Regions from separate parts of the Nothobranchius furzeri genome. Here region 1 is linked to region 2. Evidence: chromatin contacts called from public Hi-C data. All regions are on one chromosome and are shown on one strand. Each heading gives the region's core, a stretch centred on a gene start, on an enhancer-like site or on the middle of the called end of the contact. The rest is flanking DNA. Distances are from core to core; before and after follow the strand shown.

Region 1 (3,717 bases), core at 354-2,853, 170 kb after region 2:
GAGTAGAGTTTGGTTGGTCTGTTTCTGAAATAAAGCATTTAGCTGCAACAGGAATGCGTTGGACCAGTGCTGAAAGGACAGCTCCCTCTAAATGCACCGTCGCTGACCGAATCAACAAAGCAAAGCCTAAGAGGAGTGGGGGAGGAGGGGGGAGAACTTACAGCTTACCTACTGTACAACTTATTGAAATAGGGCTGCTTTGCCCTCTAGTTGCAGTGTTTGGTTGCTTACAGCGCGTTTTTTCTTTCATGTTTTTGTTATGAAAGAAACAGAAAGAGGCGGTGGGTGATGAAATGACAAGTTCATCCTTCATCTAAATCAGCAGAGGTTGAGATACAGAGCGGAGTCCGCCATCTAAACATCCTGCTGCGCACCAGTGGTTAAAAATCGGGATTCGCTTTTTGGAGAATTGCCAGCAATCCCACGACAAATCTTGGTCTTTTTCACCCAGAGTCTGTCATTATTCCTTCACCTCTCTCCTCTTCCTCACATATTTCCCCCTATCTGTTTTTATTTTTGAAAAATAAAAAAAGCCCAGTCCATTAGCCTCTTCTCTTTTCGCCGTCCTTCTCATCGCTTCCGAGCTGCCGTTTTTTCTCCCGCAATCCTCGAACATGCACAGCCGACAAGTGCTTCAAATCGGTGATCGGAAATTAAAAAAGTCTGCAAGGCAACGATGACGTTTAAACGCCGGGTGAGGACTTGTCTGTCATCCCCTTCAGGACCTCGTCTATTCGATCGTCCTCGATGACCACTGTGGAGATGGGAGAAGAGAGTGAGATGCGATCAACCGGCTCAGATCCACCATGACATCAACATTTATTTGATCCATTAAGGGGGAAGGCATATGGCGCGGAAAACATACACTTATTGCGGCTGCAGGTGAATAAATATAAAATAAAAGGTTTTATTTTTTTATTTTTTGCAAATCCCCACTGCGCAGAAAGGCGCACCTGGTGAAATCTAAACCAAGCTTTTAAAATATAACCTGTTTAAGTATGTGCGGTATTTACATGGGGCGCGTCATTGCAGGAATAGTATCTCTTGCATAAATAATGCCTACGTTTCAAGATGAGTGTAAATACAAAGTTAATCTTCATCCATATTCTGTATCCCATGAATTATCATCACTACCATTCACACTGATCCCTTACCTCGCTTGGCTCTGCCGATCTGTCCAAGCTTTGGGGGTCTTTTCGCCTGCGACGCAGCGAAAAAGGCGTTTGTGTCCTGCAGTCCACAACTAAAGGACATCTGACTAACCTCACTGTCCGCCCCGTAGCCGTTCATTTTGCCCTCGTTGTATGGCAGCACCTCGGACATTGTGGCACCAAAACACAAGAGAAAAATCACCGAGGTTAGATTTAAAAGTCTTCCTCGCAGGAGCAGTAGGTCCTCCTTTTGATGCGTGTGCAGCTTGCGCGTCTCCTGCTGGGATCTTCTCAGTCTATGTTAGGTCTCTGGGTGAGCGGCAGATGAAGTCAGTGTGTGTGTGTGTGTGTGTGTGAGTGTGTGCACAACGCGAAAGAGAGATCCGTGCACTTGTGTTGCTAGCTGAAGTCTGGCGAGGGAAGTGGGAGATCCCGGGATCATACTGGAAACCCAGGCAGAGCGGTGAAGTCATCCATCCGGGTGTGAAGCGCGAGAGTGCGCGCGCGCCAGGAACCTCTGAATGATGGAGGAGCAAGAGAGCCACCAACAGGGGAGAAATGAAACTGCCGCGGCAAATTCATGGCCCTTGCATCTTCATACATAACAGTGTAATCCATCTGAGTATTCTATCAATCATACTGCATGCAGTTTGGATCCTATCTCTGTCAGATACAGTACATTTCCTGCAATTTCATGTTGTTGGTGCATTTATTTGGATGTTTTTTTTTTTCAATAAAGTAATCTTTAAGAGACGGGAATGTACGTAAAGCTTGCAGAGAAACACTTATCTGCAATAAATGCAATAAATCCAGTGGCAGCTGGTGAGGAAAATGTCTTGGTGGGGCTGGAAAATGGAAAGATTTGGAAAATGACTACAATTTCAATACAATTGTTTATTTACAGTGTTGGGCAAGTTACTTCAAAACTGTAATGCATTATTTATTACTTGTTACCCTCATTTTAAAGTAATTCATTATATTACAATATTACTGATTATAAAATGTAAGGTATTACACTACATTTGCATTACTTTAAGTTACTTTCACCAGTACAACTTCAACATGAATCTGGTAATGTGACGCTCAGTGAGCTCATGACATATATGTGGAACGTGATATGGTGTCTGAGCTAGGGTTGCTGTCAAAAACAGTCAGATATAATAACAGTGCTTTAAAATGATTGTTTATTAAATAAAAGCAACAACAATCTGTACTCTCAGCACGCTGCCATCTTATATTAACTGAGCAGGGAGTGAGGTGGTGGGGGGCTCCAAGCCTATATTTGCCTTGGTCCCCAAATGCCTTGATACGGCCCTGGATGTGGGACTGACTTCTGAGGTGATCTGATTCTATCACATGTATAAATATTAAATGCTTATATATTATTGATTTTCACTGGTAAAAATGTGTATTGGGGATAAATCTACCTACTTTTTTTTCCTTTTCAAGCACTTTGTTTTGTTTTCTTGATTTTATTTGAATCATTTCCGGCCCTTTCTCTCTCTAACCTTCCTGCATGTTGCATGTTTTCTCCGTCTTCCAGAAAAACTGTTTCCTAGATTTCCTACTTTCTAACTAATCTGCCAAAGGGATCTACCGAACACAAAACACAAAATAAAAGCTTAATATGCGCTGCGCTCCAACAGCAATGAGTTGAAATCACCGGGGCACAGATTATGAACTCAGCTGAAAAGTACATGAAGTACCAGAGAATATGGGCTGATTTAAACGATCGCAAACGAATGACTTTGTTTTGGTGGAGCAATTTTGTGAATATAACAGCGGCCGCGCGCAGGACGCAGCTGGAGTATTTGAGCCATTGCCGCTGCGTCCTCTCTGCTGATAGAATGCCCGCAAAGCTGAGTCCATAAATGACGTCATATATGTGCATACTGGATCTTTTTTCAGGCTTCCCGCAATTAGAATTTTTAGGAAACCCACATCATGATTCTGGGTTTAAAAATGCATTGTAATTACCGCGTTATTGACAATTGTGCTGAGTAAATATTACCATTTTCTTTCGCTGTAATGCCTTACATTACCACATTACAGCAAAAAGCAATGCATTACAGTAATTAATTACTTTTGTACCACGTTACTCCCAACACTGTTTATTTACCTTCACCAAATCAGCAGTCTCACATAGTCAAAAATCAAATTCACTTATTAGGTGGTAGCAGCTGGCTGTTTCTCCTTTTCTACTATCATCGAGCTGAGAATATGTTACACCAGGGGTGTTCTGTTGCTAAATACGTGAGTGTGTAACGAATGAAGGACCCAGGGAAGTGCATCGGTTCGGAGAGACCCAGAATCAGATGGTCCAATAGTTGCTTTCAGTCCGGAATGTGTTAATGGCAGAGGTTTTTAGACAAATGCGAGAGAATCACTTTAATGTTTTCATATCTAAAATATATATGTATGCCTATGTTAGAACTTTACGAGGCACATAAAAAATGTTTTGAGATCATTCGTTTTCCAAATTTGCCAGCTTTAATTGATCATCTTCCCAAAGCTCAAAACCCAATACTGAGTTCCACCTGTAGGTGGCACTAACATAGAAAATGAT
Region 2 (3,303 bases), core at 64-2,563:
CACCTCCTGCTCGGCAATGTCCGAGTAGTTGTGGATAGTCAGCGGGACGGACAGGTCCGACTTGTCGAACTGGTTCCAGAAGCGAGCCAAGCAGCACACTCTGCTGATGCACGGCCAAGCCATTACTCCCTCTGGAGCTGTCAAACAAAAGGGGAGGGAGGAGTAAACCGAACTAAAAGAAACGAAAAGAAGAAGAAATGAGGGAAGGAGGATCAGAGGTTACATTCATGCATCTCTGCCTAATGTGCGTCTGTTTCTGGGGACGTCCAGGAGTCCATGTCAGCAGCTGAGATGAGCCGGGCTGTCTGAGGCGTCCTCTCACGTGGTCTGGTGCTGCTTCTTCTCTGTGAAGAGGAATCCGAGTCCAATTATTCTCCGCATCTTCAGACCGGGTCTAGGAATCCGCGTCTGGACTCAGGACCTGAGAGCATCGGAGCGTTTTACAAGCTCCAGTTCAGGATGTTTAGGTCAGCTTTTTCCAAATTTGCAAACCATTTAAAATACTGTAACCCCACTTTCATTAGATGGGTTATGTAACTGTGATGCAGCGCTCTACATCGGGCTGGAGGGACACGCTTTACTCTAAAACACAGACGAGCTGAGAAATAAATAAAAGGGTTACTATAAAAACTTAGGTCACATCAACAAAAGATGTTGTCATCTGTAGCCGTAATTATTCTATCCATCCAGAGTATTATTTTTCCTCAAAATTAGGTTATGTTGCATCATTCTATCTGTTCTGGTAAAAGGAGCCCATATAATTCATATTTTTGTCTCATTTGAACAGTTTTGTGTCTGTTTCTTGGCTGTAAGTGCAGAAAAGGCGGTAAAAAACGTTTTTAAAGACATTTCAGGAGACATTTTATGTCCACCTAAGACAAACCTGCAGGAAAGAGGATCAAAGTCACATGACTTGGACAATTTTGACTTTAGAATCGATTTGAAGACATCACAAAATAGAACACATCACACATAGAAAACAAGCAATAAATAATAAGCTACAAAAAGCGGGATGATGTGCAGGAGCTTGTCAGAAAGTTTCCAGATCAAAATGACTAACTGTAAAGAGGAAAGCGAAACACTACCACCTACTGGACATTTACGGTACTGCTACACCACGGAAAAGGGGGGGGGGGGGATATCAAATGAGCTATGTGCCAACTTCTGCAGTTTGGAGTGAGACTTTATTTTAATCCTCTCTCTCTCTCTCTCTCTCTCTCTCTCTCTCTCTCTCTCTCTCTCTCTCTCTCTCTCTCTCTCTCTCTCTCTCTCTCTCTCTCTCTCTGTGTGTGTTTTAGTTTAGTTTTTCTGAGGCAAAATGGATGCTGCAATCAGTGGATGCAGCGGTGGATCAGTGGTTTTTGCTGGTGGTCTGTCAAGTCCATTCAACTTCATTGATATAGCACTTAACAGCAGCATAGAAGCTGCAAAGTGCTTAACAAACAAAACAAGTAAAACACTAAAACAACAGAACAACGGGGGAGGGGCATGTGTGTTGCTGCAGCATTGCCAATGCCGCTCGAAGCCCACCCATTGGCCCTAAAGCATGCTGGCTGTTCTGGGATTCTCCAGAACTCACATATGGGCAGTCCAAATAGATGTTCCACATGCTAGCCACTTGATTGTGGCGTTTCATGTTCAATGGGACAAAAAAGTATTTAGTCAGCCACCATTAGTACAAGTTCTCCCACTTAAAAGACGAGAGGTCTGTAATTTTCATCGGTATTCTTCAGCTATTAGACAAAATGAGGGGAAAAATCCAAAAAATCACATTTGTCTGATTTTTTAAAGAACTTATTTGCCAAAATTATGGTGGAAAGTAAGTATTTGGTCAATAACAAAAGTCCATCTCAATACTCTGTTCCTTTTGTTGGCAATGACAGGGGTCAAAGGTTTTCTGTAAGTCTTCACAAGGTTTTCACACACTGCTGCTGGTATTTTGGCCCATTCATCCATGCGGATCTCCTCTTGAGCAATGATGTTTTGCAGCTGTTTGCTGGGCAACACGAACTTTCAACTCCCTCCATAGATTTTCTGTGGGGTTGAGATCTGGAGACTGCCCACTGTGCAAAGATCTAGTTTGGACGTCCCACAGACGTGGTCTGGACCGACAGACTCAATATAGACATGATCTGCACGTCCATGCGACGTTGACTGTTTGCAGGGTAGCTAAGCCACTCTAGGAGGACCTTAATGCATCTATGACGCCACACTTTCGTTACCCTTTCGATGTTTGGGATCATTGTCATGCTGAACGACGTAGCCATGTTTTATATTCAAGGCCCTTGCTGATGCTGGTTTTCACTACAAAAAATAAGATAATAAATAAACACACACACACACACACACACACACACACACACACACACACACACACACACACACACACACACACACACACACACACACACACACACACACACACACACACACCAACAAAAGCATAACTCGGTTAAGGTTTTAAATCTGTTCAGTTTAAAACGTAAATTCCTCAAATGAAACAAGGAGATTTTACGTGTTTTCAGGAAGTATTTGAACGCACCAATACTGTAGCACTCCCACATGTTGCTCCGCCTTCAAAAACATTCACGCTTTGAGAAACACAGATAAAAACTGTGCCAGTATTAAAATAGATAATTAAATCAGAGTTAATCTGGTTTCTTTAAGTTTTTGTAAGTACGTTTTAGCAGGAAGTTAGCTCGGGACTGCCTGGAGACGTTTGGTGGTGTTAGTTTCAACACCATCGTTCAACACGTGTTTTCAGTCGGAATAGTTTTATTTTTTACAACATAATAAGTGAAGCTTCAGAGGAGATTGTGACCAACAAGTGAGTAATGTACAAGGAATTTACTTTATAAGCGCAACATTACGAATTTAACGAGCTGCAGTTTGAATTTACAGGGCAAGTTTCCTGTGAAGATTCTGGTTGTACGCATGCGCTGATGCGTTACTCGAGTGGCGTTCAGGAGCACCAACAAAATCGAAAAAATCCCACTTTGTAATAATTTGTCTTATTCCAATTTCCAGTACTTTATACATCTGTCACTCACAAATTAATTAGGGATTAATGAAAGAAAGAAATAACTCACCTGCTAGAAGCAGAGCTAACACAAAGGAAGCTGTAAAAAGCAAATATAAGATTTAAAGAATATTAAAAACTAATAAAAGTACATAGTTCTTGTAAAAAATTTAATCTGAGAATTTTCTGGTTCTGTCTTAATGCATTAATGATCTGTGTTGATAAATCAAAATTTCATTCACTAGATTTTGCTGCGAGAAATTCCTTAAAATATGAAAGATTTC

What was found. Hi-C and Micro-C count contacts between places; a contact is called where the count stands out from the background.
Region 1: a Hi-C map of skeletal muscle shows a contact between it and region 2, with 13 times the contacts expected there. The contact joins the promoter of camk2n1a here to the promoter of ece2a in region 2. A contact is called at or near these places in 2 of 2 Hi-C or Micro-C datasets (skeletal muscle and tail fin).

Annotation. Positions count from the first base shown.
Region 1 is chr11:56,131,237-56,134,953 of NfurGRZ-RIMD1, forward strand. It overlaps camk2n1a (calcium/calmodulin-dependent protein kinase II inhibitor 1a), which reads right to left and starts at 1,604. Exons shown (of 2, transcript XM_015977157.3): 1 at 1,155-1,604; 2 at 1-754. The coding sequence starts at 1,323. The coding sequence ends at 684.
Region 2 is chr11:55,963,757-55,967,059 of NfurGRZ-RIMD1, forward strand. It overlaps ece2a (endothelin converting enzyme 2a), which reads left to right and starts at 1,314. Exons shown (of 4, transcript XM_070541713.1): 1 at 1,314-2,827. map6d1 (MAP6 domain containing 1) reads right to left here and starts at 366. Exons shown (of 4, transcript XM_015957081.3): 1 at 224-366; 2 at 1-137. The coding sequence starts at 233.